7 separate regions of the Mus musculus genome follow, and regions 1, 2, 3, 4, 6 and 7 are each linked to region 5. A link is a contact called in public ChIA-PET, HiChIP or PLAC-seq and promoter capture Hi-C data. All regions are on one chromosome and are shown on one strand. The core of a region is the stretch at or near the end of the contact, and the rest is flanking DNA. Distances in the headings are between cores, read along the strand shown. Region 1 has its middle 58 kb from the start of Gm33643. Region 2 overlaps B930092H01Rik (RIKEN cDNA B930092H01 gene). Region 3 has its middle 6.9 kb from the start of Gm34105. Region 4 holds the start of Fem1b (fem 1 homolog b). Region 5 holds the start of Rplp1 (ribosomal protein, large, P1). Region 6 has its middle 65 kb from the start of Gm5122. Region 7 has its middle 16 kb from the start of Gm51682.

What was found. Promoter capture Hi-C pulls out the DNA fragments that hold promoters and counts their contacts. ChIA-PET counts read pairs in DNA pulled down with a chosen protein or histone mark. HiChIP or PLAC-seq counts read pairs in DNA pulled down with a chosen protein or histone mark.
Region 1: an H3K4me3 HiChIP or PLAC-seq map of embryonic limb bud shows a contact between it and region 5, with 4 times the contacts expected there. The contact joins the enhancer-like site here to the promoter of Rplp1 in region 5. A contact is called at or near these places in 13 of 39 promoter capture datasets (the 3T3-L1 cell line, 3T3-L1-derived adipocytes, the C10 cell line and 9 more), 1 of 15 datasets of contacts at CTCF or cohesin (large pre-B cells), 7 of 484 Hi-C or Micro-C datasets (CD4 T cells, bone marrow-derived macrophages, cortical neurons and 4 more), 20 of 115 datasets of contacts at active chromatin or transcription factors (the SCID.adh cell line, bone marrow-derived macrophages, craniofacial prominence and 15 more) and 2 of 9 other capture datasets (adipose tissue and macrophages).
Region 2: an H3K27ac HiChIP or PLAC-seq map of embryonic stem cells shows a contact between it and region 5, with 3 times the contacts expected there. The contact joins the enhancer-like site here to the promoter of Rplp1 in region 5. A contact is called at or near these places in 3 of 39 promoter capture datasets (liver and stem cell-derived epiblast-like cells), 2 of 484 Hi-C or Micro-C datasets (bone marrow-derived macrophages and epidermal suprabasal cells), 9 of 115 datasets of contacts at active chromatin or transcription factors (embryonic basal ganglia, embryonic forebrain, embryonic limb bud and 4 more) and 2 of 9 other capture datasets (embryonic stem cells and liver).
Region 3: a contact with region 5 is called in an H3K4me3 HiChIP or PLAC-seq map of the 230-238 cell line, with 10 times the contacts expected there. The contact joins the enhancer-like site here to the promoter of Rplp1 in region 5. A contact is called at or near these places in 4 of 39 promoter capture datasets (embryonic stem cells, hippocampal neurons and liver), 6 of 115 datasets of contacts at active chromatin or transcription factors (the 230-238 cell line, acute myeloid leukemia, embryonic basal ganglia and 3 more) and 1 of 9 other capture datasets (liver).
Region 4: a contact with region 5 is called in an RNA polymerase II ChIA-PET map of memory CD8 T cells, with 14 read pairs. The contact joins the promoter of Fem1b here to the promoter of Rplp1 in region 5. A contact is called at or near these places in 3 of 39 promoter capture datasets (cranial neural crest, erythroid cells and liver), 2 of 115 datasets of contacts at active chromatin or transcription factors (bone marrow-derived macrophages and memory CD8 T cells) and 1 of 9 other capture datasets (adipose tissue).
Region 6: an H3K4me3 HiChIP or PLAC-seq map of craniofacial prominence shows a contact between it and region 5, with 6 times the contacts expected there. The contact joins the enhancer-like site here to the promoter of Rplp1 in region 5. A contact is called at or near these places in 10 of 39 promoter capture datasets (the 3T3-L1 cell line, the SN4741 cell line, cranial neural crest and 6 more), 1 of 15 datasets of contacts at CTCF or cohesin (embryonic stem cells), 13 of 484 Hi-C or Micro-C datasets (adipose-derived mesenchymal stem cells, bone marrow-derived macrophages, cardiomyocytes and 9 more), 19 of 115 datasets of contacts at active chromatin or transcription factors (the NIH/3T3 cell line, T-cell acute lymphoblastic leukemia, astrocytes and 12 more) and 2 of 9 other capture datasets (liver and macrophages).
Region 7: a contact with region 5 is called in a promoter capture Hi-C map of pre-B cells, with 4 times the contacts expected there. The contact joins the enhancer-like site here to the promoter of Rplp1 in region 5. A contact is called at or near these places in 5 of 39 promoter capture datasets (the C10 cell line, embryonic stem cells, frontonasal cranial neural crest and 2 more), 2 of 484 Hi-C or Micro-C datasets (B cells and bone marrow-derived macrophages), 3 of 115 datasets of contacts at active chromatin or transcription factors (embryonic basal ganglia, embryonic limb bud and large pre-B cells) and 1 of 9 other capture datasets (liver).

What each region holds. Positions count from the first base shown.
Region 1 is chr9:60,924,625-60,929,016 of GRCm38.p6, forward strand. No RefSeq gene overlaps it. Among named protein-coding and RNA genes, the nearest start is that of Gm33643, 58 kb to the left of the region's middle. Within about 2 kb of position 2,062, at least 6 of the 459 cell types and tissues checked have an H3K27ac peak or open chromatin away from gene starts, as enhancers often do. A contact at or near this core is called in embryonic limb bud, where this site is marked.
Region 2 is chr9:61,265,358-61,269,627 of GRCm38.p6, forward strand. The region is part of intron 3 of B930092H01Rik (RIKEN cDNA B930092H01 gene); the gene reads right to left. Among named protein-coding and RNA genes, the nearest start is that of Gm51682, 10 kb to the left of the region's middle. Within about 2 kb of position 2,439, at least 16 of the 459 cell types and tissues checked have an H3K27ac peak or open chromatin away from gene starts, as enhancers often do. A contact at or near this core is called in embryonic stem cells, where this site is marked.
Region 3 is chr9:61,197,650-61,201,918 of GRCm38.p6, forward strand. No RefSeq gene overlaps it. Among named protein-coding and RNA genes, the nearest start is that of Gm34105, 6.9 kb to the right of the region's middle. Within about 2 kb of position 2,397, at least 49 of the 459 cell types and tissues checked have an H3K27ac peak or open chromatin away from gene starts, as enhancers often do. A contact at or near this core is called in the 230-238 cell line, where this site is marked.
Region 4 is chr9:62,809,253-62,813,041 of GRCm38.p6, forward strand. Fem1b (fem 1 homolog b) reads right to left here and starts at 2,396. Exons shown (of 2, transcript NM_010193.4): 1 at 1,806-2,396. The coding sequence starts at 2,053.
Region 5 is chr9:61,912,745-61,917,065 of GRCm38.p6, forward strand. Rplp1 (ribosomal protein, large, P1) reads right to left here and starts at 1,766. Exons shown (of 3, transcript NM_018853.3): 1 at 1,613-1,766; 2 at 1,144-1,218; 3 at 539-777. The coding sequence starts at 1,684. The coding sequence ends at 580.
Region 6 is chr9:60,950,109-60,954,501 of GRCm38.p6, forward strand. No RefSeq gene overlaps it. Among named protein-coding and RNA genes, the nearest start is that of Gm5122, 65 kb to the right of the region's middle. Within about 2 kb of position 1,358, at least 52 of the 459 cell types and tissues checked have an H3K27ac peak or open chromatin away from gene starts, as enhancers often do. A contact at or near this core is called in astrocytes, craniofacial prominence, liver and 1 more, where this site is marked.
Region 7 is chr9:61,239,519-61,243,738 of GRCm38.p6, forward strand. No RefSeq gene overlaps it. Among named protein-coding and RNA genes, the nearest start is that of Gm51682, 16 kb to the right of the region's middle. Within about 2 kb of position 2,858, at least 38 of the 459 cell types and tissues checked have an H3K27ac peak or open chromatin away from gene starts, as enhancers often do. A contact at or near this core is called in B cells, bone marrow-derived macrophages and pre-B cells, where this site is marked.

The DNA.
Region 1 (4,392 bases), core at 812-3,311, 990 kb before region 5:
ATATTAAAAGCTATTTTCAACTTACAAAGGACTTACCACCATCCTCCTCTCCCTGCCAAGAAACATGCCACCAGCCCACAGGCTGGGTGAAGCTTCTAGGCCTCTCATCATTGCTGATGGCAGAGCACCAGTTTGTAAGGCAGAGAATTACTAATGGGCACGCCTGAGCTCTGTGGAGTTCTGGAAGCTGGACCAGTAGGTTTCTTCCCAGAGCCTTTCTTCTCTGCCCTTCCTCAAACTCCTTCTCCTCTTCAGTCTTGGACCTTGCTTATAAACTAAGAAGCTAGACTTCCTTTCTTTGGCTTCTGATTCAGCGGAGTATCAGTTACCTGAATAAGATTCTATGCTAGGTTTCTTAGGCAGAACAAGATATATGGGAAAGAGCTGGATCCATGGACAGACATTGGAAAGTTGGATGTGCAAAGGCTCCATCTCATCTAGCCAGGATGATGGGCTTCTCAGAGCCCTGGAGAATGGGAGCTGTGGTGAGACTGGGAGGCTGTGCAGGGACTTCTGGCTCCAGGTCTGTATTGTCCCTGTGACAATCAATACCTGGCAGACCAACATGGCTGTACTCCAGCCTCATGACACTCACTCCCTAGGGGCCCTTTTGGATCCTTCACTGAAGGCATTACAGAAAAATACAATCTCATTCCTGACTGGACTCGCTGGGGACTGTAGTGGACTCTCTAGAGCCTTCTGAGGGATGCACTGCTAGAGAGAGCAGGGAATACAGCAGAGCTGTGGAAAGGTGGGTGAACTCTCTAGCTTGCTAGCCCCTAGGGGGCAAGTGAGGAAGACTACAAACAATGAAGGTGGAACTGGGGATCCACATCTGCTCCCAAGTTATCCTCTTTGGGGTTGCTTCCTTTCCCATGTTCCAATTCCCTATCTCCCCGTTAGACAGGACCCTCACTGCAGCAAGGCCTCAGAGCTGATCCCCCACACAAGGAGTGATCCTGATGCTGAGGCTGCAGGTCCAAGATGGCGGCTCCAGTCTGGGAAAGCATGAAAGTCTGCAGGTAGACCTTTGCCTACCTGACTGAGCTATCCCTATTTTTGGCTACAACAGTATACATTTCTAGTCTGGCATCCTGCCCACCAGCTCTGCCTCAACCTTAAAGTTCACTCTCAATGGTTTTCTTTCAGTGGTGGGGCACAAGAAACTCCCATTCTGACCCTGTGATGGTAACAGTAGGGTCAGGGTGTCCAGCCATGGAGGAAGAGGCTACTTCCCAAGACTCTGTATATGAGCACTTCCAAAAACTAAGAAGCCGGGTGACGGGGGCAGCCTTGGAATTCTGCATGAGGTTTGCACCCCAACCTCTGGCCTTACCTGACAAGATACACCTCCTGGAAGCATGCCAGTCCCCAGACACTTAGGAAGTTTAGCCTTCTGGACCTTGTGTTCTTGCTCCTCAACAAGCCGGCACGCCATTCTTGTGTCCCTACTGAGAAACTTGCCACCAGCCAACAGGCTGTGCGATGCTTCTTGACCTCTCCCACCATTGCAGATAACAGACCACCAGCCTGTAAGTCAGAGCATTCCTTAATGGGCCTGTCTGAGCTCTGTGAAGCCCTGGAAGCTAGACCACTAGGTTCCTCCACTGGATCCATTCTCTCCCTCCTCTCCCCAACCCCCCCTTCTCTTCTTTGGCATCTGACTATAGTTTTCTTTGAAGGAAGAAATTATTTTGCCCCAGGAAACTCATTTATAGCAGAATAAGTGAAAGGCACGGGCATCTGGCCCCACGTGGGGCTCATTTTCGGGTTATGGCTTTCACATGCCTTCATCTGGCTCCGCCAGGCTTGGAACCTCTCCCCGCCAGCATCACACCTGGTTTCGGCTGGAAAGGAAAGGATTTCAGCTTTTCATCTTCTGGGCCTCTTTGTTATTATTGGAGCCAATTTCTGGCCTGGGATCAGAGCGGGAGGAACGGGGCGGGAGGTAGACAGAGGGAGGCAGGGCTGGGAAACATAGTCAGGACTGGAAAGTGTCCCAGAGGTGGGAGAGAGAAAGGTCTGCTGTGGATTTGAACAGCAGCTCCTCCTGAGAGCATGGGAGCTCTCAGGCTGGCTGGAGACCTGCAGTCAGCTAGAACTAGAACCAGGACAGACAGACAGACAGATACAGACACACACACAACCACCCAATCACACATATACATGCAACCACACAATCATACACATACACACAAAACCACACACAATCACCCACATGCAACTACACCACACACACACACACACACACACACACACACATAACCTGAGGCCTTAGGGTTTTGTCAATATCAGACCCATGAGAGAAGGCCGCCCTAAGCCTCCTTTGATAAAAATTTAGAGTTCTTGGCTTAAAAGAGACATATAAAAAATGAAAATACAAAAGGAGGTTAAGCTCCGAAAACCATATGCTAGATTTTTTAGTAGGAAGATTGCTTTTTGGAACAGTTTATAGGTTAGCAGTTAATATTTCCTTAAAAGCTGGCTTATTTCTATCCTGTAACTTTTTTTTTTGAAAAAATAAATGTAGCTTTGAGAAAAACCAAATTACCCTTTAGCATGCCTAAGAGGATTTTGTCTATCGCGAGTTTCAGGATCTTTATGGTGTGCGTATCTACTGAAACCATGTCCCATAAAAATACCAAGGGAGGGCACCACAGTGGGATTCGAAGCTTATTTAAAATTAATTGCAGATTCATTTCACTGCACATTCGTTGAGGGCTTTTCTGTTTTCATTATTAATATGAAGAAATGGTGAGAGGCCTGCCTAAGTCTGAGGAGACAGTGGCTAATGTATGAGTCTCCCTGGGCAGCAGACATCTGTCAGGACGCACTCTTGCTCTGACCATGCTCAGGCCCGTCTCTGGTCTCTGATGACACTGGATCCGAGCTAAGCCATGAGGGCTCTCACTTGGTGTTCACTGGGCCATGTAGGTTTCTTGTGCTCCTCCTAGCTCCCCTCCAGCCTGCCAGCAGCATCACAGCAAGGCCACTCTGTGTGTGTGTGTGTGTGTGTGTGTGTGTGTGTGTGTGTGTGTGTCACTGGAGGCATCTACACAAGAGGTGGTTGAAGGCAGAAGAAAGAAAGGTAATATGCTAAAATCTAGGAAATCGGTGCTGGGGTCGTTTAATAGGGGAACACGTGCCTAGCATGTGTGTAGCCCTGAGTTTGATCCTAGCACCCACTAAACAAAGAGGGAGTAGAAAGGGAAAGAGAAGAAAGAAGGAAAGGAAGGGGAGGAAAGAGGAAGGAAGGAGAGGGAAGGAGAGAAAATCAATAGAGTGGAGCTGATTGCCTCTTGGAAGCCAGGAAGCAGAGAAAGAACGAAGAAGATAAGATACGTCTTTTCCTGACATGCCCCATAGGCCTCTTCCCTCTGTCTACCCCACCGCCCCACAGTTTGCTGCCTCCCAATAATAGCATTATATCATGACTACATCAAGCCAATTAAAAGCACTGGCTGCTCTTGCAGTTAAAAGCACAAACAAACCCAAGTTTGTTCCCCAGCACCCACATGGTAGCTCACAACCATCTGTAACGCTAGTTCTAGGAGCTCTAACACCCTCTTCTGACCTCTGTGGTCACTGCGTGAATGTGGTACACAGACATACATGCCAACACACACTTAACATATAAAACAAAATAAAGACACGTTTATAAAAAGATAGAAGCTGTTAATGAAGTTAGAGCCCTCCGGGTTCAGCCACGTTCTCAAAGACCATTCTCTGGCCACCGAGCTCCCAATACCTGAGCCAGTGGGGGCATCCACAGCTCAACAACCCCAATCTTCTACTGAGAAATGCGAACGCCCTGGATAAGTGCCTGGGCTTAAGTCTGTAGCCAGACTGTGAAGAGACCTGCAAGGGTGGCTCAGCTGCTAAAAGTGCTTGGCTCATAAACACGAGGACCTAAGGTTGATCCCTGGAAGCCACATGGGCATGGTGGCACACTCTTATAACCCCAGCATCTGGTCAGTGGTGGCTGGATCCTTAAGGTTTTATAAACACCAGCCTACATAGTGAGTTCCTGGCCAATGAGAGATCCTGTCCTTACAAAAGGCAAAAGAGCTGGGCTTGGTGATTGTTGACATACCTTCACAGGAGGGAGAGAAACATTGGACCTGGCCCTGAGATTCCAGTCACTGCTTCCAGTTATTTCCATGCAATACTGCCTTGATTGCACTTGACCGTGGGGGTCTCGGGAGGTGCTAGTGTAGATAGGCTGGGGAAGGCAAACAGACAGAGGCTCTGTCTATGTGGCCACCAATGAGGAAGTCCTCATTCTTGCTGCGTGCAAACCTTGCAGTACTTGTGCTTGAGGGTCCCTCGGGCTACAGTCTGTAACTCCTCACTCGGGCTTTATAAGTAAGGCTAATACATTCATTATTTCTA
Region 2 (4,270 bases), core at 1,189-3,688, 650 kb before region 5:
TGTCCTAGAACAGCTGCATACAACACTAGCCTGGCCAGGCTGAGCAGCCCACTATGTGTCTTGAACAGGAGCCAATCTTCCATCCATCACAATGGCAACAATCCAAATGTCCTCTACCTAGGCCAAAGGTGACATCTTTTACTTCCTAACCAGGCGTGGCAGACAATCCTGACAGGTACATCATTAGCATTTGTCAACTTGACAAAGACCTTGAAGAATGACCTAGAAGGAGGGACCCTCAGCTGGGAAACTGTCTTCAGATTTTCCTGTGGACACGCCTATGGGGTATTTTCTTGCTTAAAGAGTGATGTGGGAAGCCCCAGCCTACTTACTGTAGATAGTTTCACCCCTGGGCAAATGGCCCTGGTTGACTAAGAAAGCAAACTGAGCAAGCGCGTAAGCAGTGTTCCTCCTTGATCTCTGCTTCAATTCCTGCCTCCAGTTTCCTACCTTGAGTTCCTGCCTTGGGTTCCCTGACAGATTCGCTGTGACCTATGAGCCAAGCAAACCCTTCTGTCCCCAGGTTCCTTTAGGTTATGTGGTTATCACAACAATGGAGAGGCAAACTATGACAGCAGGGTTCATCTTTCTGCCTGTACAGAGAGCAAAGGGGGCTTCCCACAGTGTCACAGTTGGTAGGGTCCTTGGTGACTCTCCCTATGACTCAAGGTGGATACCTGGGAGGACAAGAAGCAACTTGGCAGGATAACTGATCAGGAAAACTACTCCCTCTCTGCTCTCTGGCCCAGTGCTGCCCTGAGCCTCTCTTCCCCTACCTCAAAAAGGAGGCTGGTCCTGCCTGAACAGCATTCAGGAAAGCTGTCAGATATTCCCCAGGACCATGATGGCTTCTCTTGACAGTGACTCTAGGCCAGTCATGCCTTAGCACACACCTTTGATCCCTCTGGCTAGAATACTGATATACCCTTGGTGATCACCTTTAATCCCAATCAATGAAGATAAAGTTAGTTTATAGAAGGAAGCACCTTATTTGAAAGTGTTGTCCAGTTGAGAGGCCAACAAAGTGAGTAATCAGAGAAAGATTTGACAGATTAGGATATGCCCAACTCTCACAAGAACAGAGAGAAAAGAAAGGCCACTTCAAACTGTCACAGCCCAGGTGCCCTGGTTTAACCTCCAACTAGGCCTAACAGCTCTCAGGTCAGGGCTCAGCTCATGACCGTGAGAGCCAAGGTTTTGAGTGTGTGAAGCTCCAGCTTTGCTTTGTGTTACAGGTTTGGTTTGGTTTTACAGCTTTTATGGTTTTGCAGGTCACCTTCTGTATGTAGACATCTGGGGGCTCCAGCATAATAAGACCCCCCATGCCAAGAGGAGAAATAAACCCAGTAGATGTCAGTCACCTGGGAAGGCCTGAAAGGTGTTGATGGTATCTATTGTGGGGTTGCTGCCTGCAGGCCCTAGAATCTGAGAGACTCATCTACTAATTGTAAACAGCCTAGGGGAGAGGGTCCTAGAATAGAGCCATCAGGAAAAAAAAATCATTCAACCAACTGTCTGTGAAGGGTTGGGTCTCAATAGAGTGGGGAAGAGATATGAGCCCCCAGGGAGAAATGTTTCCATTGTCAGGGACAGGGGACAAGAAAGAAGCCCAGGCTGGACACTTTCCATGGAAAGCCCGGTGTCAACAACCTCGAAAGGGATCCTACTGAGGGGAGCTTCATTAGACCCTGAGCTGTCCAGGCAGAGGGGAGAGGAGCCGTTCATGCCTGCTTCAACCCAGTCTCTGTCTCTAAGGAGAAAGGCTGGGTGGGGGTGAAGGAAGTTGAGAACATGAACCCATCTGGCAGGGATGCAGGAGGGCAGAGAGCAGCAGTCCGGGTACACGGAGCCAAGCATGAATGTTTATTAAATCTGGGTCATAGGACAAGGTCATCGTGATATTTTCTGCTGCCCTACAGACAATTCATTTATTGTCTGTAGACTTTATAGTCTAAAATAAAACCTAATTCAATCCTTGAAGCAGCAATAAGGGGAACCAAGATGGGGTGGAAGTGGGAGTCAGGTCACATGGGGTCAAGCTGGTGCTCCACCTCAGACCTGTCTGACCCCCAACACTGGCTTCCTCTTGCCTATAGCAAGACAATCACCAGAATCCAAGTCACAATAACCCAAGGCCGTTAGGAAACTGGGCTGTGCTGAGGCAATGGGCTGGGATCACAGCTCAGATGGCTGGGCCATCTCCTGCTGAGTCGGCAGGAGGGCTCCGCTTTAGCAAACAGAAGACAGAGGACCTCTTGGAAGGAGCAATAACGGTAGATGCCTCCTAGTTAGGAAACATGGATGGCAGGGCAGGGCCAGAGAGCCCTGAGCAGGCTCCACAAGAAGTCTGCTCAGCTCTTTGGGAGTCCAATGTCTACCACACCTCTCCCACCACCTACCAAAACAGGCCTTTGAAACCCTTCCTGCTCTGCCCCACCCACCTCCGCTTTTACATATATTTGCATATTTGGCTCTTCATCTAGAATCCCCTGAGAGCAAACACTAAAGAGCATCCATTGTCTACCATCAAAGAAGTCCCTACAGGCCTCCTCTTCTCCTTCCCTGGCCCTGGGCCTGCCTTCTTTCTCAGTCCTGTGATCTTTGGTGTCCACGTCTTCTCTGCATATCTTATGCTCTCCTCTGCAATTCTTCACCATTCCCTCCCCTTCCCCCTCCCCCACCACTAAGCTACATTCTCAGCCCCTTCCCCTGTGACTGTGACTTCTGTTTTAACTGCTGGCTGAGTCTAACTCTCATCCTTGGGTCATGCCCATGAAACAACCTGCATTTCAGACCTGCCTGTCCTCCACTGACCAGCACCCCAGCAATCTTCAGTAAGGCAACTTCACAGCAAGGCTCAACAGATGAAGTACTTTAAGGCCACCCAAGTCAGCATCCCACACAGACCCATTTCACCTTTTCAAGAGGTATTGGCAGGTGAATGGCCCCATTGAATGCTAGCCTAGGTGGTCTCTGACTCATCTCCCCCCATCTGACTTGGCTTGGGGTGGGGGAGGGGTGAGGAGTAGAAGATATCTGCCTGGGACTGTAGTCACTCAGGACAGGTTACACCTGAATGGGTTTAGGGAAAGTCCAAAGGTCCACATGATGGGTGGCTGGGGCGGGGGGCTACCTGCTGAGACTGCCCTAAGTGATCTTCAAACAGGAGACAATGTCAGCTGAACATCCATCCGGTGGCCACTCTGTTCCACATGGGAAAAGCTCACAGCTGCTGTCTGTGGGAAAGAAGCACAAAGGCAGTTTCTGCTGCTTTCCCAGGAGGGTATGGTTTGGGCAGAGCCCAGGAGATGTCAGGACCACCCAGCACATGTGCTCTGCGCAAAAACTGGTTTAGATTCTTCTTTAATGATGTGATAATCTGAGAGAGACCCAAAGGAGGCCTGTTCTAAAACCAAATCCCCAGTACAAGTCTGTCCATGCTGAGTTATCAGACTCCAGGCCCCTCCTTGCCATTCACAGTCACACTGGGCTCTTAGGATTGGCTGACTACAGTCAGGAGTATTGGTTCCCTAGAGGACTGCTGTGGTTTGGGGTGGGGGTGGGGGAGAACCCTTTTCACAAGCAAGAGAATAGCCATGTGCATTATTATACTTGGTCCTGGTGAAGAGCCTAGACCTCTCATATGATGGCAAAAACCAAGGTGCATGCCCTCGATCAAGAAACTTGCCCAAAGCCAGGCAGTGGTGGCACACACCTTAACCCTAGCCCTCAGGAGGCAGAGGCAGGCAGATCTCTGTTAGTTCAAGTCCAGCCTGATCTACATAGAGAGTTCAAGGCCAGCCAAGACTTCATAGAAAGACCCTGTCTCAAAAAAACCAAAAGAACAAATCCAAATAAGCAAACAAGAGACAAATAAATAAAAGGGAAGAAAGAAATTTGCCTGTAGCAATTTTCTGAGGTCAGACCACACAAGCATAGGTCAGAACAAGCCCAGGTCTGCACTGCCAGCCTTCAACGCTGCACACAGCTCCCTTTTACCCCAGGACGCACTTGAGAAATATTTACTTATTGACTCATTGATAGACTCCACCCACAAGTTCTTCCAAGATCATCTCTTGGGTTGGCAGTCTGCTCTCCCAAATGCCAACTGTATGAACAATATATTGATCATTCCCTGCAATAATTTGTCATCTGGCGATTGCTACTTGGGAAATGCCAGTCTCCCAGAAGGAAGATGACAAGAATTCAGGCTGTTCGAATATTTTTGTTTTAAGGGAGTGGGAGTTTTGAAGCGCCCTGTTACAGCTTG
Region 3 (4,269 bases), core at 1,147-3,646, 710 kb before region 5:
AGGAGCAAGTGAACCCTTCTACCCAAGAAAAGTATCTTTAGTTGATGACAAACAAGCCCTTCCGTTGACCTGGATCTTTGGTCTTTCTAAAGTACTTGGACATAAATCTGTGGTTCTCAAGCCCAAGCTTACATTCAGATACTCTGAGAACTTTCCAGAACTATCAGTGTCAGAGCTCCACACTGCCGCTCCCCCCGCCCCCAGGTCTCTTATTGAATAGGGATAGATTGGAGTCTGGGGGTGGGTGTCTTAGGAGAATCTCAGGAAGCTCCAAGATCATGCCAGGTCAGGATGCACTGAAAACATCACTGTGTGCCACATTTGTAATAACTCTGCTTGGGAGAGGACAAAATGAGGCAGGGCTGGAGCTCTTCTAGTGTTTGTAGAATAGCGGTGATGATTAGTCTCTGCTGGGAGCTTTGGGAAAGCCTTGTAAGACAGTGTTAGGACCACCCTGTGTAACCAACCAAAGGCACAGCCAAATGGGGTGCCTGGCTGAAACTGGTCCACGTTGACCCCAAATGCAGCAAGCTCACTGTAGTGAGGGCCCATGGAGGCCTCCAGATCTTGACTCCAACAGGCCAAGGAAAAAGACTGGAAAGAACGCAAGGGCAGTGTCAGCAGCATGTTTGGTGGGTGTGCCGATGGACGGTGTCCCTTCCACAGACCTTCCAAGTTTCCTCCCAGTGAGTTACACTTGCAATGACAGCAAATAAAAATGCTTTCCAGTTGATGAAATCTACAGCACCACCACTTTTTGGAGCAGCACACTGAGTCCCAGAAAGTCTAGAGGATGCATGGCAGAATCAGAAACACCTGAGGTCTCTCAGGAGGCAAGACGGTTGTGGCCTCTGCCTACAAGATGGTGCCCAGCAAGGGTGGAGAAAATATCCCCAAGGAAGAATTGCTACATTGTTTTAATTGGATTGTCTGTCCTCTTGTGGGGTAGCCAGGATATAAAGACAAGTGGAAGTAAAATAAAATATCCCCAAATCTCACCACCCAGATGTAAACAGCAGGGGACTGGGGGTGACTCTGCCAGAGTAACCTTTGTCCAGCAAAATTCACAAGGGTCCAGGTAACGGTAATTTCCCATCTGTGCATCCTGATGCTTGCCAGCCTTCCTCTTTACTTAATAATGTGTCACAGAACTAGATGCTGGGCCTAGCATGGCAGCCTAATGTCCTGAAGAAGGATCATAACACCGTCAGCTAGTCTTTTGTTGTTGCTTCTTTTTTAAAGGTTTATTTTAATTTGTGTGTGTGTGTGTGTGTGTGTGTGTGTGTGTGTGTGTGTGTGTGTGTGTGCATGTATGCATGAGCATGTATGTGAATATAGGGTGACTTTGGCTTAAATAGTTCCATTTAACACCACAGAGATTTCAAGTCTCTTTGTCTTTCTGTCTCTGTCTCTCTTCTCTCTCTCTCCTCCCTCCCTTCCTGCCTCCCTCCTCCTCCTCTCTCTTTCAAACACACACACACACACACACACACACACACACACACACACACACACACACACCTCATTTGCAAATGAGTATTTGCAAACTCTCCAGAGCAGAGCTGGTCACAGCTGACTGATAAGGCCACCCAGCCAACAGTCAAGGTCGGATGCTGTGTGACAGTCTCAGCTCTGGGTCCCCAGCTTGCTCTTAGCATACACCTCCTATGAGCAATGACTGTGTACAGGCACTCCAGTGTGCACACACGCTGGCCAATTTCACTCTCCCTTACCCTGCTCCCAGGGAGCTGGGGCAGGGACGGAAGCCGCATGTCCAGAGGTAGGCATAATTGAATAGCTGAAGGCATTACCTCCTTGATTAAACTGGTTGTTCATTTGAAGGGCCAATTAACCCAGCTAATACTCCAGGCCAGCCCAGCAGGTCCAACCCATCAAAGGATATATTAAGCCAATAATGAAGTGGCTGCATTACCCTTCCTAAGGAGAGTGGAGCTCTGCCTTATCCCAGAGACTGCCCAGGTCAGGCTGGGGTCATGGACACTTCCAAGCAATGAGACTCAAATCCTCTCTCTCTCTCTCTCTCTCTCTCTCTCTCTCTCTCTCTCTCTTTCTCTCTCTCTTCCTCTCTCTCTCTCTCTTCCTCTCTCTCTCTCTCTCTCTCTCTCTCTCTCTCTCTCTCTCTCTCTCATGACAGGGTCTCTTCCTCTGGTTGATTCTCCACATCTATGCAAGCCTCCTGCATCTTCCCCTCCACCGTGTGACTGTGGAAGGTCCTTGCTGACTCTGCCACTCCTCTTGGCCTTTTACTTTCCCACGGCGACCTTACTTAGGGTTTGAATAAGCTGGGCTGATTCCAAAGCACATGTGGGTAGAGGCTGGGGCCACACTCTGGCTGAGGGGGCTCTGTCTCATCATACCACCCAGAGAGGATTTATAAAGCCTTCCTCTGGAGTCTGAACTCCTTCGGAATGTTCTGGGTCAAGAAAGCACAGCCCCAGGCTGGGCTTGAGTTGAGCTCCATATGCTGGCTCTGTGACTTTGAAGCAAAGAAAACATCCCTCCTTCGGGGCCTCATTGATTTCTCTACAGAGCTGAGATTAAAAGGCCCAGTGCGTTCTTCACACGGGTGGTAGGAGCGTAGAAATAAACACTTTTCCTAAAAGGCTCTGTAAACACGAATGTTCTAGGCACTGTAAACCACTTTCCCCATCTTTGAGCAAGTGGTCTCCTTTTGATCTGATCAGCAAATCTCAGATAAGGGCCATCTTCAAAGACTTCCTTGTCTCGAATTGGAGATTGCTCTGAGAACCCCCCAGGAGCTTCATGCATGCCCGTGGTGTATGACAGGCCTCTCTAGGGAGGAAGGCAAGTCAGGCTGAGCTAGCGGCTCAGATCACACAGCCTCTGCTCCAGAGCTATCCCTGACACCAATGGCTACCAGCTGTGCAGGGGAGGGACTGATGTTGGTCCAGGTCTTCTCTGGGTTTTTATTGCTGGTCTGTTCATTAGAAGGGCACCAGAAAAGGGTGAGGTGTCTTTCATGTGTGAGTCTCCAGAGGTCCTGGCTAGAGCAGCTTTTGAGGGTCAGAGAGAAGCTGAGCTCCCTGATGTGACTCATGGCATAGGACCGCAAAGCCCTTGTCATGCATCTCCTCTGGGTTGCTTTTCTGTTAACGGTTCTGTCCCACAAGGCTTGTTTTCCAGGAGGCAGTCTCAAGAGGCTGCTGAGTCCTCTGCTGCAGACTTGCTCTTGGCCTTAAAGATGCACACACTGGACTTCCCAGAAAACACAACAGTGTTAACCCCCTGCTGGCTTTAACATCTCTCTCTCTCTCTCTCTCTCTCTCTCTCTCTCTCTCTGTGTGTGTGTGTGTGTGTGTGTGTGTGTGTGTGTGTGTGTGTGTCTGTCTCTTTGTCTCTGTCTCTCTATGTGTGTCTGTCTGCCTGTCTGTCTCTCTTCCTCTAGTTTTAAATTACATGTAAATGAATCTATGTACATGATGCATATGCCCTATAAAAATCCAGAAGGTGTCAGATGCCCTGGGGCTGAAATTACAGGCAGTTGTGAGCTGCCAGATGTGGGTGCTAGGAACTGAATTCATGTCCTTTGCAACAGCAGTATAGGCTCTGAGCCACTAAGCCAGCTCTCCAGCTCTTGGCTTTGACTTCTAAACCTGATCTATGAACTCCATCACTTGCTTTCACTCTGAGGCACCTAGCGGTTCCTTTCTTATGGCAAATGAAGGCAGCCACTGTGTTTGCTGATGTCCTCCCAGGTGCCAGGCATCTTACCTGCTGGTCGTCTAGGAAATAAAGCCTAGAGCCACAGGGGCAGGAGGGGAACAAAAAGCAGAATAGATTGTTTAATTAAACCTGAGAAGCCAAAGTTTAAAAAAAATACACAGCCCCAGACAATTGTGCCCCATCCCTCAATAAAATTTTAAACTCTATAACTCTAGCATCTTACGCAGATAGACAGACACACAGAGGGGGCATGCATGTGGGTTTAGGAACCTTTGAGTATATGTATATAAAAGTACATATCTCAGCATATATGTCCTTGTGGGTTCACACATTTGCAGATCTCTGTATGCTGGTGTGCCTAGGGCAAATTGAGAGCTATGTGTCTCCAGGGAGACGAATGCATCCCTGTGGGAGGGGCTACATGGACCGTGTTGTTCCATTAGCTGGATGGAGCAGGAGCTCTAGGGTGATGGGAGTTTGTGTCCTGGGGCTGCAGAATTTAACCAGGCTCCTGGGAGAATCCCTCACCTCAGTCACAAGGCAAAGGTACCACTGATTCAGAAA
Region 4 (3,789 bases), core at 1,146-3,645, 900 kb after region 5:
TTCCAATCACGTCAGGAATCAGGCGGAGGGGTACTTGTTTGTTCTGATACAGGGTCTATGCAGCACTAGCTGGCCTGGAACCTTTATATACCAAGCTGACCTCAAATTTACATACGTTTCCTACTTCCCAATGTTGGGATTACAGGCCTGCATCACCACACCTGGCATCAGGTTCTTTTCATTGTCACCTCAAAACAGCTTTCTCGTCCATGATCTAAGACAGCAATGGCCAGAGCCTTTCTAAATTTGTGAGAAAACTAATTTCTTCCTGACAGGTTCTCTTATCAACCCAGATCTCAACAAGCTCCATAGCAACAGCTGCTACTACAGGGACTCATTCCTAACTTAATAGATATGAATGTTTACATAGTGGGGCCATCCTGCTTCAGGCATAGGTAAAGTTGTGAGATGCTGGAGATCTCTAGGACACAAAGCCAAAGAATAGGCATGAATCAGGTTGCCATCTTTGCTCATCTTCCTACTATCTACACTAGAACCAAATATAAGCTATGACCCAGGGGCTGGCATTTCATTAGAATACAACAGTCCAAATCATTTCCCTCTCATTTAAAACTGACTCAAAAGCTTTTATGGTTTAAGGAGGAAAAAAAAAAAAAAAAAAAACAAACAAAATTTAACATTCATCTTTAAAAAAAAAAAAAAAAAAAAAAGATGCTTTAAAGCCCACACCTATAATGGAAGCTAAAGCAAGAGGTTGGGGGATTCCAGGTCAGCCTGGGCTATGCAGCAAGACCTGGTTTTGGAGACCAGAAGTAGCAAAGAAGAAGGGAGGGAGGGAGGGAGGGAGGGAGGGGCTAGAGAATATAAGAATGCTTCCAAACAGGCTTTTTTGGTCAGGCAGTTTTTACTAACCAAAACTAAATTGCATTTCTATACGTAGATTCCACCTACTGCAAAAGAAAATGCTAAACTAGTAATAGCTTATTCATTTACAGGTCAACAAAAACCAATGTAAACAAAGCAAACTGAATACAGCTATATTATGCCAATCATTCCGCAATCGTTCAGCACAGGAAAAAAAAAAAAGGTATCAAACGTGACGACTCTGTTATCTTCCTCCGCCCCCCAAAAATATGTACAATTAACCTCAAATGAAAAAAAATATTAGAATAATAGTAAATAGTAAATTTTTGAACAATGTTAAGTGTTTGTGAAACCTTCCCACTGTATCACCCTATACATGTAATTTAGCAATGGCGTAACTTCTACGCCAGGCCCAGAGCCACCTGTACAGCCAAAAATATTGGCCAGCATTGTGGGAGAGTCAGAACCGTGCCTAGAGATGCCCAGCTGCATGACAAGATTCTAGGGGCTTATTTTAACAGATAGTCCCACGACCTGCTTGAGGCTCGATCCGACCACGGGAGGGGGGGAGCGGGAGGAGAAGGGATATGGAGAGGTTAAATGAAGCATCAAAAGGTCCTCAATTTTAATTGTTGATCTCGTTAATTTCCGATCTAGGTTACTACGCCAGTGCTGATATAAAGATACAAAAACCTAGATGGGCAGCCACCACTCCGACAGTGCGTGTTCGCTGACTAATGAAGACTATAGATCTCAAGACCCAGGGTGTGGCTACCACCTACAGGGGGAAAAGGGTAGGAGTCGATAAGAAAAGGCAGCAAAGCATAGCTCTGGGAGACGAGGTGGGCATCAATGGGGGTGAAGGGATATGAAAAAGAACTGAGTCCACACATGAAAACAGGGTTAATGAAGGATGAGAGGATCCAGGGCTTGGGAGGCCCGCGCGCGTCGGAGGGAGGATGGAGTTGGGATGTACCTACCCGTCGAAGCGGACGGTGCCGGTCTGCTGGGTCTGCACACGGTAGTGTTCTAACAGCAAGCGCACCACCTTGGCGTGCCCATTGCGGGCTGCGATGATGAGGGGTGTGGAGCGCTGTCCTCCCTGCTGACTGACATAGCCCAGCAGGTAGCGGATATCGCTCTCTGACCGGTTAAGGAGCAAGGCAGCCAGAGTGAGCACCTTGCCCTCGCTGGCCGCCTTGTACACATAGCCAGCCAGGCCCTCCATGGCCGCCGCCAACTCCAACACCCGTTTGGTCGCCACCGCTGCTGCTGCCTTGCGCCCCCGGAGGCCGCGTCCACCAGCACTTCAGACCCGGGCCCTCACAGCCCATTCAACAGGGCGCCGCCGCCGTGTCCAGGCAGCAGCGCGACCCAGGGAGGGCGGAGACGCAGAGGTGGCCGAGCACCGCCGGAGGCACAAGTGGGACCCGGCCCGGGCGGGGAGAAGGACGGTCAGGGCCGCCCCCGAGGCCCCAGGCACCGGCCCTGGGCCGAGGGGATCTCCATGGCGGCCGCCGCCCCGGGTCTCAGGCCGCCTCCTTCCTGCGGGCTGCGACAGGCGCGCGCCCGAGCTACGGGTCGCCGCTGGGGTCTCGAGAGGCCCGCGCACGCCCTGGATAGCGAGCGATGTGCACGCCTGCCCGCGCCGGGCCGGAGGGTCTGGAACGGCCTCCACTTAGCTCCTCGCCGCAGGAAAACCGCGGGCACTCGCCCACCGGCGATCGAAAGGGTCCGCTGGCGAGCGGGGCTCCCGTGAGCCGCGCGTGGGTGTTCGCGGACCGCGCCGGCAGCACCAGCACCGGAACTTAGGGCGGGAGGAAAGCAGCCGCCGCAGACGGAGCCGAAGGGAGGGAGGGAAGGCAGGAGTGGGAGGGACGCTTAAGTAGGTATTGCTTCCTAAACCGACCGGCGGGCAAACGAGGCTATCCTAAAGAAAGGTTCCGCTGTGCGCAGTTAGCTGAGCTCTGATGCGGGTTTGAAAGTCCCTAGTGCCCTTGACGCAAGTAGCCATCTCGCCCCCACAGGACCCTAGGATGCTTAGTCAAGGCTGGGGGCGGAGAGAAGGCTACTGAATCTACGGGCTAGAAAGCACATCCAGTTTTATGATTATTACTGTGGGATACTGTCTGCCAGTGATTCACGCGCGGGGGCGCGAGGTGGGGGCCACAGGAAAAGGGGAAAGAGCACCCAAAAGATCCATTTTTGAATAAGGGCTATTATGAGCCTCCGAAATTTGGGAGGGCGAGAGCCGCTTCACTGAAAAGCAACTGAAAGCCTCACCAGACCTCCCAGGAAAGGGGATTAAGTGTGTAAGATAAAGAGCTAAGAGGCAGCAGTCATAGCCAGATGGAACCAGTCTCTAGTCCTGACCCTGCAGAACCTCCGCTGTCTCACTTACACGTCACAGAATTGTTAGGATTTGAAAAGAGCATTTATCCAAAGAATGCTATAAGCCATTCACGTACAAGGCTTTGGTTAGCATCAGAGATTTCTTCATCTAGGCTAGGCCTTTCTCTCCTGGGGCTTGTGTGGTTGTGTGGAGAAAGCAGACAAATAAATGATGTAGAGTTGTTGGATTCATGTCATTACTATGAAACAAGGGCTATGGGTGTGGACTAGGAGACTTCGCCTGGGTGGTCAGAGAAGTCCTCTGTAACAGGTGCCTGAAACAGAGGCTGGACAATGGAAATAGTTCAAAGATCCTGAGCAGAAGACAGATGGTGAGCTCAGAACAGAAGCAGTGTGGCTGCTGACTGTAGGAAGAGTTCTAAAGGATTAAGTCAGCAGGATGCAAGTCATGTGGCCCAGTGACCTATGCAAACGGTTTGGTTTACTCTGGGATTGCATTTAGGGAGTTTTAAATAGAAAAGTGACAAGATGGCGCTTTTTTTTTTTTTTTTAAGATCACATGCATGCTCCCTAATGTGTGCAGAACATAGCCCAGGAAGCAAGAGTTTAGAA
Region 5 (4,321 bases), core at 516-3,015:
CTTATGTTTTGTAGTTCAGGCTGGCTTTGAACCCACTCCCTAGCTTCTTCACTAAGGCAGAGGCAATGGGGTACCTGGCACTGTCAGCCCCAAGTCCTAAACTTTCTACATGAAGTTGTAGTTACACACCAAGCCTTGCTGCGTGACTGAATCCTTTAGGCTGCTGGTTTTACACCAGTGGACTGGTAGGTTCTCTGGCCCTTCTAGATGCTTCTGAGATCCTCAACAACTGTCAAGTTCTTCACACATGAACATCGGGAGACCCAGAGGTTATTTTGTTATTCTTGACAGTAAGAGTTAGCTCTCAGCCTGTCTGTCTGGCACTAAACAGGCTCTCTGAACAGTTGCTTGAAGGGGCTTCCTGGAGACAGACCCACCCATTCTCTACCCAGATCGTCTAGTTCTTTTGACCCAGGTCTTATTTATATAACTCATGGTGGCTTTGGTCAAGACCCTCCTTCCCTGACATTTTTTTGGGACCTGCTACCATCTCTGAAACTCCAAGAGCTTTGTGGCTTACAAGTGAGACCAGTCCACCTACAGGTTCAGCTCTTTATTAGCCAACTTAACAAAAGCAGTTTAGTCAAAAAGACCGAAGCCCATGTCATCTTCAGACTCCTCGGACTCTTCCTTCTTTGCCTCCACTTTCTTCTCCTCAGCTGGGGCGGCGGCAGTGGATGGAGCAGCACCACCAGCAGGCGCAGCTCCAGCTGCTGGAGCGGGCCCACCAGCCCCTACATTGCAGATGAGGCTCCCAATGTTGACATTGGCCAGAGCCTACAACAGAGACATAGAAAAGGCTTTTAGTTTTGTGCTGCAAGATTTAATGATTCAATTAAGCTCTTTTCACCCATGAGACCAAAGCAATGTTCAGGACTACAGGGAATCAATATACAACTGCCACCAGTTGATTGACCCCACTTGCCAGAAATAAAGCTGTTTGTATAAATAGAATGTAGCTATCCACTTTGCATGAATCTCACTGCTTCAAATGCCCAAACTTAAGAGGCAACAAAACTCATTCTCAAGCCATGGACCGTGAAGGCCTGACATAAAAGCCACATCAATAAGTACAAACTAAGATACAAAAATCAAGGCTGGTGGTGGAAATCGTACATTACCAAGTGTAACCCCAAAACTTACCTTGGCAAACAAGCCAGGCCAGAAAGGTTCGACGCTGACACCAGCTGCTTTAATGAGGGCATTGATCTTATCCTCCTGGAACACAAACGCCAACCCGTCAGAACGATCAGAATGCGGCTAAAACTCAGTCACTTATACAGAGTTAAGTTTCGTACTTGGGCTAAAGTCAACCTTAAAAAAGACAAGGCCAGGTTTGAAGGCTCAGCGGGCTGTGGGATTGTCCCGCAGGCCTGACGACCTGAGTTCGAGGCCTAAAACTTAGATAAAAACAGCCCACTCTAAACAGTAGGCCTAACATGCGCGCTCGGGACCGCCATTCACCTGTCTCGGGTTGGGCCGCGCGGGGAGGACAGAGCGCATACGCCTCACAGGCCTCCAAGTCACCGAATGCCTGAGAATGCGAAGTCCGGGCGGAGCCGGGTGTCCGCCGCACAAACACGTGGCCGGCCCGGGGTTATCCCGCACTTACCGTGACCGTCACCTCGTCGTCGTGCAGGATGAGGGCGGAGTAGATGCAAGCGAGCTCGGAGACGGAAGCCATGCTGTAGACTGCCGGCACGGTGCTAGTCGCCGGATGAAGTGAGGGCCTCACCCCAACGCGGCCTTAGCTTCCTCGGAAGGACCGAGCACCTTGGCGGCAGCTGAGGAAAAGATCATATACGCCTGCGCGCAGCTTCTTATGGGACCGCGCCGACCAATCGATGCCCGACTCGAGACGGAAGGGGCAGGGCCAAAACCGAGAGGAGGCGCGTCTGCAGAACGCAGTTCCGGATTTGCGCGTTCGACTTCCGGTGCGATTGGCCTTTGGGGCTTGCGAATATTACAAGTGCTCAACAGTAGAGATTAACAGGCTAAAGGGAGAGAGCTATCGGGGGAGACGTACTGCTTAAACTGACAGGCGCGTTCCCACGGCTTGGGTACACTGAAAAGTCGCTCTCCGCCTCAAGCCTTGCGGATCACGTGGTGGACTTCCCAACCCACCCTCACCCCGGGCGTGCGCGCCGTAGTAACTGTGTCTGTGATGAGGTTGATAAATACCACCCGGGACCCGGAGTTGCATATCAAATGCAATATATCGTGGTTAATGTTTAATTCATTACATTGAAAAAGCACAGAGGGGCGGAAGTTAAGCCATCTTGCAGCTCTCAGGTTTGGCTCCCGCACCCCGAAAAGTGCCAGGAAATCCAGTAACAGGGGCTCTGATCCTGACAGAGGTCAGCAGACACGCTCAAGTACACATAAAAGTAAACACTCTTTAAAGTGTCACGCGAGGTATGGTGAGGAAAAAACCCACAGAAGTAGGAGACCACGTGATAAAATTCGGCAACTAATTATATAGAACCCCTAGAAAACCAGGAGAGTAACTTTGATGCGCAGACATCAAAAGCAAGTATCAATAAACAAACGTTTTCCTTTGCCTCTCTTTTAGTGCATGGTACTTTGTCACAGCAATAGAAACCCCAAGTGCTCATATACACAATTAAATAAAAACACCCCTCAGGTTAGGGTACAGCTCGTGTGTGGTCAGCTTGTGTAGAGGTGACCTTGGTGCTAGAAACTTGCAACTAGAATGTAGTGCATACTAGATTAAGTGGTTTCTTTAAAGTTAATAAAATTCTAATCTCAGGACCACAAAGAAGCTATGAAACAGCAAAAGGAACCTAAGTAGAGCAATATAGTTTTCACAGATAAGAGCCTAAAACGGAGAATTTTCTCCAAGTAATATAGTTCCAATCAAAATTCTGTTCATGATCTCAGTGGAATTTGACATGGCCTTCAGTCTAAACACACACACACACACACACCCTGACAGGGTGTCATGTACCTCAGCTGGCCTTGAACTTGCTATGTGGTTGAAGATTACCTGGAATGTTGGATCTTCCTCCCCTGCCTGGGATTGATTTTAAGTATCCAGGTCATGCTGGGCTAGGGATTAACTCCAGGGCGGGTACACACTAAGCACTCCAGCCACTCAGCTACATCTCAGACCCCCTTAAGCTTACTTTGAGACATGCTCTTTTTTTTTTTTTTTTTTTTTTTTTCTTTCCGAGACAGGGTTTCTCTGTGTAGCCCTGGCTGTCCTGGAATTCACTATGTAGACCAGGCTGGCCTTGAACTCAGAAATCCACCTGCCTCTGCCTCCTAAGTGCTGGGATTAAAGGTGTGCGCCACCACCGCCCAGCTGAAACATACTCTTACTATACATTTCAAGCTGGTCTGAAAGACGTCCAGGCTGGCCTTGAATTTGTGGTAAATCCTTGTCTGAGCCTGCTGAGTGCTGGAATTAGAGGCTTACACTACCGCACCTAGCCCTAGGTGTCACTGGCAATGCAAATAGATTTGCAGGCTACAACAGAGAGCCCATGGGCACACCCTCATGCTACTGAGAATTCGATAATGTCAGCAGAGGTCCAGGGAGAGTAGAATGGGTGCTTCAAACCAAAGAACAGGCATGGATCTGGTGGTTGAAGTACTCTGCACACTGAGGCTCTGGAATCGGTTGTCCCTACCATCACAAATAAAGGTGCCATAAAATAGAAACGACATGGGCAGGGAGATACAAAGTTTCAAGTTGCAGAGGATATGTAAAGTCCCACACACCCAAAATCTTAGTTTTATTGCAAGGACTCTTGTATCCTGAGAAACCAAACCCACGTCTTACTCATTAAATCAGTGAGATCCTACATGGAATCTATCGTTCATATAAGGTAACTCTGACACCAGGAGAGGATGGCAGAAATTCAAGAGCTACTAGTGAGAATGGTAAGCTGGCAAAAGAACCAATGTGTACAACACTGGTTAAAGCTGGGTGTGCACACAGCCTACAAGCACTTCTAGTCATGGCCTCCACCCTCAACACTCCAGAGTGTATGCACAAGGTGGAAAGTGCAAGGCTATTCTCTGCAGTACACGGAGAACTACACTCTTGAGGGGACAGGAAGAACATCATAGGACATCCTGCAGTCACCTTGAAATGTGTCAACTTGTGCCATCTCAGAACTGAGTTACGGCGTACACTGGAGCACACTGAAAAAGAAATCCTATCCCCACTCCCCCTAAGGCTTTGACTTTGAGCACTTACATTTTCAGAATGGTGCCAACCAAAATTAGCCATTAGGAGCTAAGAAGTGTCCAGCAAGGCTAATGTATACAGAAAAGACAAACACATGGCACTTGT
Region 6 (4,393 bases), core at 108-2,607, 960 kb before region 5:
ACCAGGAAGAAAAAGTCATAGTTTTGGAAAGTATTGAAATAAAATCAGTCCCCACCCCCCAAGAGCCCCAGGAACTTTCTCTAGGGAGGTATTTGGGAGAGTGGAATGCCATGGGTGTACACCACGCAGCAGCAGGTTGTTGGAGACTTCTGGAGAGGAGACAGCTTCAATCGGAGCACGATCATGGTCGGGTCCAGCGTGTGTTTGCACAATTGCCAACACAGTCACTTTGGAAAAGGCAGAGCTTCAGTTCCTCACCAAACCTCCTGTCAGGCTGTTTGCAAAAGCTGTTTGGATAACATTTATAAGCACCCTGGGGACAGGGACCAAGGCTGCCACATTGGCAGGGTATCCTGAGCCTCTAACAGGTGCCTGCACACAGGAGATGAACCATAAGTAGTGCATGGCAGGTGTAGGCCCTTCTCTCTTTTCTTTCCCAGTTACCAAGCCAGGCTGAACTCTGAGCTCTGACACCTTCCAATTAGAGGGTTTGATATTCACCATCTCCTAGACCCCAGGGCTATGCCTGCTGGATGATGGCAGTCTTTTCTGGAGCCCTGCCCCTTACTGTACACAGCTCTTGCTTTAGGGTAGCCCAGATCAAATGCTCTTTTAGAATCCAGTTCTGTGTCAGCCTTCCGACTCCTTGCCTTGTATTCTCCCACCATACCAAGGGCACTTGTGATGTTGACTAAAATGTTGCTTCTCCAGGACCTCAGGGAAAGGAGATACCACCAAGAGAGAACAGTGGGCTCTGCAGGCAAACCCTCAGGTCCAGGTGTTGGTGGGTACTGGCCAGTGGCCCAGCAAGATGCCAACGCAATAGCAATGTCAGTGGCATATTTAATCCCAGCAAGCGTCTTCTCCTTTCCTTTGCCTTTCCAATGCCGTGCTTCTCTCTACCCGATTCCCTCCTAATCCCACATTAAAAATCTAGGTTTCTGCAGCCCTTAGGCAAGGAGAGATCAGGAGGTTGGATTGGAGAAAATTCTTTCATTATTTATCAGCGGGAGCCCTGGCAACGGTGCTTTTCCTACAGCTTTGCAAAATGGCCATCCACTGGCTATCTCCTAGACTCTTGGAGCAGTGCAAACCACGGCTCTGAGTTGGGCTAGATGTTCCGGGTATTGTTAAAAACACTTACAAATGCCTGTGCATCACCCAGTTTCCTCCCTGCTGCCAGTGCTGTTCTCACAGCTGGAAGGAATCTCCCCCTCATCTGCTGGCTTCAGTCTTTCACTAAGCCCCATCAATTTTGCCTTTGAAATTTCTTTTGTGCGGGTCCTTTCTCCCCTTTCCACTGCTAATCCCGAGGGCCTGGCTCTTACTCCTGCACGCCTGAGCTGCTTCGAGAAGTGCTTGGCAGAGTTCCCTGTCTCTGGCCTCTGTGTCTTTAATACATTCCACACGGTCAGGCCGCATCCATAGTTCCCAAGCTGTTTGCATTTAGGAGGCCTCAGCTCAAAGCCCCGAAGCTTTCCAGGGCACTTGGCACTGCCCCCACAGCTTGTGCGGATCTCTTGACCTCTGCCCACATCGGTAGCTGTGTTAGTTTCCTGTGGTGGCTGCAAGATGAACTCCAAGGCACCTGAAACTTGGTATCTCATAGTCCTGAGTCTAGAAGTGTGGGCTGAGTTTTCTAAGGTGTCTACTGGGTGCTTCCTTACGAGGCTCTTGGGGAGCATTGGCTACCCTGGCTCTTCCAGCTTCCCATGGCTGCAGTTCTTAGCTCTGGGTTCACTTGGTCTATCTTCTCTATGTAATCAAATCCCCCTCTGCTGACCCCTGTACCCCTCTATAGGGACTTGTGATTACTTGTGTGTGTGTGGGGGGGGAGTGTCCTTAACGTCATCACATTTGCCAAGGTCCCTTTGCAGTGTGCCCTCGCTCACTTTAACTGGACACAACCTAGAGCCACCCAAGAGGGCATTTCAGCTGAGGCATTGCTCAGATCAGATTGGCCAGCAGCACATGCCTGGAGGGGAGGGGTGTCTTTATTGTTAATTAGTGTAGGAAGCCCCGCCCACTGTGGGTGGCACCATTCTCTATGCAGGTGGTCTCGGACCATGTAAGGATCTAGCTGAGCATGAGCTGATGAGTAAGCCTGAAGGCAATGTTCCTCCGTGGTTTCTGCTTCAAGTTCCTACGTCAGTTCCTCCCCTGCGTCCCTTTAATGATGGCTGTCACCTGGAACTATAAGCCAAATCGATCTTTTCTTCTCCTGAGTTGCCTGTGGTCAGTGTTTTCTCACAGCAAGGAAAAGAAAATCAGAATACATGGTGAAGGAGCAGTTGCAGATTCCGAGTGTTGGGTATCATGGATGTTTGGGGGGTGGGATGAAATACAGAGCTGAGTAGACCCTATGGTGTTCTGGTTTCTATTGTTCACTTACTATTTTAAAGTCGGGGCCCATTTCTTGAAAAATAGTGGAGGATGATAACTTGGCAATGCCACTGAGATGCTCATTGGTTTGTATTCAGCTTCTGGAAGCACTTGGCCTGCTTGTAGTCCAGAGTCTAGGAAGTACACATTATAAAAAGCCAGCCCAAGCTATCCTGCACTTTCTTTGTAGATGATGATGACCTTGAACTCTGGTCTTCCTGTCTACCTCTTCCCTCTGGGATTACAGGCTTACTCCACACACAGTTCAGGCTGTGCTGAGACTCAAACTCGGGGCATTGAGAATGCTAGACAAGCATTCTACCAACTAGGACACAGACCTGGGACCCTCAGGAAGCATTTTAAATTTGCTGCACACATGTTATCTCAAAATACTGATCCCTTGTTTGTGTCTCAAGATGCCCCTGCATGCATTCTCTGTGGCCTCGGCATTAAGGGATTCCATGTTAGGTCCATGTGCACTGCTCTTCCAGGAGGAAATGTTAGCATCCTGTTCCTGGGTGTAGACACCCCCATGGCTCTGATTTCCCTTAGAACTTAGCAAGTTGAGTTTGGATGGCAGGTCATGTGGCTACTAGTGGATGACTACCGTCACATCACTGTGCCACCATCTCATTCAATGGATCCCTTTTCATCTGTCTCAGACTCTAGTGCATGTAATCTTATTTTAATGGAAACATTTAGACTTCTCCCATAGATAGAAGGTGAGTACCAGATGAGACAAGCCTACAAAGACAAGCACATTGAAACAATGTTATTTGCCTAAAATTTAAATAATGAAATCTGGAGTAAAGAAAGTTGATTGACACCCTCAAAAATTAATTTATAGACATGGCAAAATGAGTGGCTTCTGAGCAGCAAGGTATAAAAAAATATTGAGCGTAATGTCAGTGGATCGGAGATGACCATGGCTTCAATGGGAATTCAATTATAATGTTTGGGGTAGAAATTTCATATTTGAGAACTCCATCTGACATGTGTCCATAATTGGAAAGGTCACATTACCATTATTCAGGTGTGTGTGTGTGTGTGTGTGTGTGTGTGTGTGCTGTACTAGGGCCTTGCACGTGGATAAGCAAGTCATGTATACTAAGCTACATTCCCAGACTTTGTGTTTTGTTTTGTTTAAGATGGAGTCTTGTTTTGTACCTCTGACATATCTGGAACTTAGTAAGTAGCCTAAGCTAGCCCTCAATGTCTGGCAGTCCTCCTGTCTTGACTTCCTGAGCAACAGAGTTACAGAAGTGAATGACTGTGCCCCACTTCATAGTAAAAAGATAAAGATTAGGATGTCATACATAATGTGCTTCTGTGCATGTGAGAGCTTGAGGATGTTCATACATGTCTCGTGGGAATTTGTGTTTGTTTTCCCAGTTCTGCGGGTTAAACTAGAGCCGTATGCCTGGTGCATTCTACACTGCGCCCAGCCTTCTTGTTACTTTTTATTTTGAGGTAAGGTCTCAGTTTCTCACAATGGTCTTGAACTTTATAGCCCAAACAAGACTTGAACTCAAAATCCTCCTGCTTCAGTCTCTCGGGTGTCTATAGGTCTATAGTGGTGTAGTTGCATAGGCCTGAAACACATACACACATACACACACACACACACACACACACACACACACACACACACACATATATACACACACACAACACAAATACACACATATACACATACATGCACAAACACACATCACACACACACACACACACACACACACACATACCACACTCACATGCACGCACACATCATACAAGGGCCTCTGCCAGTTGTGATGAGCTGCTCAGGACAGGCCTAGCTCCATCTGTCTCTCAGAACAAGCTCCAGTGGCTCTGAGCAGCCAGGTTCAGGGAAAGCTTTCTTCACACCCTCTGCACCTGGCCCTGGGTCTTAGAAGACCCAATGTAACCGTGTGATGACTGGGGACCATGCACCTCTGACAGCAGCAGGGACAGACACTGCTCCTGAGAGCGTTTGAGCAGATAAGAGGAA
Region 7 (4,220 bases), core at 1,608-4,107, 670 kb before region 5:
TCTAATTTCCCTCCACACACTCCCTGAGGCCCCTGGTGGTCTGTTCTCCACCTGCTGCCTGAACCATGGTGCTGGAATAAAGCAGGTCAGATCGTATTAGCAGCCGTGGCCTTACAAGCTAACAGTCATTTCTCATTACTTGGGAGTTGAAGGCCCAGGTCCCTAGTGCCAGATTAGTTTCTTCTGCCCTGACCAGAACATTTGCATGTGCTGGGTCCCAAATCTAGAGTAGTCTTTCTTCTCCCTTCCTACAGTCAACCCTTCTTCATCCTCCAGTCCATGCTCTGAACGTCAAGGAGACCTACCTTGACCTACCTGACTATACCAGCCTCATCCCTGTCCCCTTGTGCTGGCAAATAAAACACCTGCCATTCACGATGCCAGTCGAGCTAGAGTTACACATTTACTGGTGTGCCCATGACGTCCATAGACTGTAAGGTAGGAAGGGGTTCTGCTCTGATTCACTACCCTATTGTCAGGAATCAGCCCTGTGTCTAACACAGCAGGGGCTCAGTGAGGAAAGAATGAATGAATTCATAAATGAGAAAAGAATGAGTGGGTAAATGAAGGAGTGAATTCAAGCAAGCAGAGAGGCCCTAGATCCTAACCCATGTTCTGTCTCCAGCAGTCGGGGTCCCAGATGTAGTTAGACTGGTCTTCCTCTCTCTGAGACAGCATCCTCTCTCCCTCCCCTGGGTCCCTACCTTATAACTCACTGCTCTCATCCCCACATTCAATTAAATTCCACCACCCCTGGCAAAACTTAGCTTATGTTAAGGTCCAAGAAACAGACACCAAGAGAGGCTGGAAGGAGACGTCGAAGCTTCTCTTCAACTAAGACTCACAACCAGCTCAATTCCACATAGCCCAGAAGTTTCTGGTAGCTGGCTCTCAAACAATAAAACTATATATTCTGGATATATTTCCAGAAATAGAGCCTAGCCCCCTCACGGTATGTTGTGTGTGAGGGGGAGAGGGAGGGGGGATACTCAGTAACTTCCAAGCACACACGATGGGGTGGGTCCCCAGCTATGCACAGCCACAGCATGGACTAAGTGGCATCCCCAGGAACCCTCACTCACTCCAGGAGGGTCCATCATCCTAGCTTACAAAAGGGAATTTAAGAACTAACAAAGCCAGAGAAGGGAAGCCAGCTTGGAGGCAGCTTAAAGGAGAATCCTCTGCAGCCTCTGCAGCCTCTGCAGCCTCTGCAGCCTCTGCAGCCTCTGAGGCCCGCCCCTGTGATATCAAAGACAACAACCGGGTCAGTCCCCATGGTGACGCAAGAGACTAAGTCTCTTGCTTTAACCATCAGTTCATGAGTCCCCAGAGCCCCACAACAGTGCTGAGGGACACATTGGCACATGACCTGCTCAGTGACACAGTAGCCAGACCCCTTCTTTCCACCCCACAATAAGCAACGACACTGAGGACAAAGAGGGCAACAGACTTGCACTGGCAAATAAATAACCTATTAGGGGCAGGCGAGACCAGGAAGAGATCCTGCCTCAAATAACAGGCGGGTAGTGTTCATGGGGAATGACACTCAAGGTTTCCCTCTGTCCTACACATACATATATGTCCGTCTGCAAACGATACATATGCACTCACACCCACAGAGCATACACAATCCTGGTAGTTATTATTACTGTTTACATAGAACACGTGAGCCCTTTAAATGGTCCCCCTCCCAGAAAGCTGTGTGTTTTCTGAGCACTAGAGATAGCAGCAGGGTCTCTAGGTGAGGGCAAGGTGACTGTCCCCCCCCCCCCCACTCTAAGTGGCTCAGGAACAAACAGGAGCTAGGAGAAGCCTGCTGCCCCCACCCCCACCCCCACACTGTGGTATGAATCCATTTGGCCATCTTTTAAGATGAGGCCTAAGCAAGCTCAAGGCCAAAGCTGTCATGGTCTTGGATCTTGGGAGCAATGGGCAGCTCCTTTAGGCCCAGTGAAACGCCTGGTTTGCAATTGAATTGGCAGTGACTAACACGGCATAACAGCTACAGTAAAACAGATCATGGGAAATGTAATGGCCCATGGTCAGCAATCACTGAATTATTTATGTCATTCTTTCTTCTTCAGAGCTCTCTCCCTCTCATTCTTCCCCCAGCACTGCAGCCCTCGTCTGGCCGTCTGCAGACTGCTGAATAACAGAAGCACAAAGAGACCACCGAGACCCAAGAGCACAGAGACTGGAGGTTTCTGAGTAGCCATGGTGGAGGGGGTAGAGGTGGGGCTGATGGCTTCATTTTCTCGGCTGCCAAATTAAGGGCTCTCTCCGCTGAACTGACAACAACTTAAGCTTGCGTTGCTTTTCTGGTTCATTGAGGATCTCCACGTTCTTACGCCTGTCAGGTAAGAATGATGTGACCCTCCTTCCCAGGTTCCAGCAAATACACTGGGAGTTAAATTGTAAATAGCTGGAGCCAGAGCCAAAGCCAAAGCCAACAAAACAAAACAAAACACCCCACATGCATACACATGAGAACAACTTGCATTTCTGTAGTGTGGCCCTTCCCAGCATCCCTGACAGCATCAGGGAGAAAATGGAGGATACCACAGAGAAACGGGACTCGGTCTGTCCTGCAGTATACATTTTTGTCATGCACATGTCTCAGATGCAGCTGATACCCAGGAGTGTGGTTTTCCAAACCATAGGTCCTGCTGGCTGATAGACGAGTTTCCCACACACTACTTGGAATGGCTATGCAATGGTAGCCAGACCCAGAGATGCCCCAGGACTGGAAGTCATTCCCACACATCTCTGTGTCTCCTCAGGGACAGTTGCATTGTCTTGGCTCCTTACACAGTGCTCAGTCGCTGCAACTTTGACCCTCATTTCATAATTCAGAAACCTAAATCCCCCTCACACTTCCTCTTAGTAAGTTGCTTTCACTTCCTTTTCTTAAAAAAGCAATTTCATATACTTACCATAATTTTATTACTTATTAGAAATTTTAACATGTCCTTAAATACCAACATCATTATTATTGTTATATTACTACTATTGTTCTTTTTTTTTTAATTAATTAGCGACTTTAATTTTACGTGTATGCGTGCCTGAGCACGTGCACATTCATTGCTTGTCTGCAGGTGTCCACTGAGGCAGGAATAGGGCAATAGATGTCCTGGTTAAGGGCGACTGACTGTGAGGCTCTGGTGTTGGGGGCTGGGAATCAAATCCGAGCCTTGGAGAGAACAACAGCAAATACTCTTAACCACTGAGCCCTCTCACCAGCCCTTAATGTTTGCTTTTGTTAGTAGTCACTCTAACTGTAACGCTGTATGAATCCCTGGTTCTGTATCTCCATTACACACACACACACACACACACACACACACACACACACTTGCAATCCTCCCCTATCAGCTTCCCAAGTGCTATGACTTTAGGCATGTGCCACCATGCCTGGCTAGATCTATTACTCTATTATTATCTATAAATATGAAGTTTAGATGAATTTAAAGATTTGGGAGAGTTTATAGACCAATTGATTAAATAAATAAATAAATAAATAAATAAATAAATAAATAAATAAATAACCAGCCCCCGAAAATGAATGAAGAAAGGGTTTTATCGCCATAAAAACAAAAGCAGCTCAGAATGGCAGGCAAAAGGAACAAGAAGGTGATAAAAGGTTTTTAGAAAACTGGGACTATTGACACACACCTTGAATCCCAGCACTCAAAAGTCAGAGGCAGGTTGATCTCTGAGTTCCAGGCCAGCCAGGTCTACAGAGTTTCAGACAGCCAGGGCTACACAGAGAAACCCTGTCTTGAGAAAAAGAAAAGAAAAAAAAAAATTGAGAGAGTTTTTTTTTTTTAGAAATTAAATTTTTGTTGGCTAAAATGAAAAGCATCATAAAAGACCTGGAAGGGAAGGAAGGATCAGTCAAGTCGACGGGGTAGCTCAGAACACACATTAAATGTTGACGTGGTCTCCTGAAAGGGGGAAGACAAAAAAAAAAAAAAAAAAAAAAAAGATGAAGTAAATCTCAGAAATCCAGCGCCCAACTGACTGAGTACTGGCTGGGAAACCGAAGCCTTTGAAGAGGACTCATCACACAATAAAGAAATTTCCCCTGTGCTGAAGACAGGGAGGGATTTTCCAGTTAAAGGTGACTACCGTATTATCAAACTCTTTTGGTTTCATCTGACAGAAACCCAACTGCAAGGGTTCAAAGAAAGAAAGTAATACATTGGTTAATCCAGCTTTGG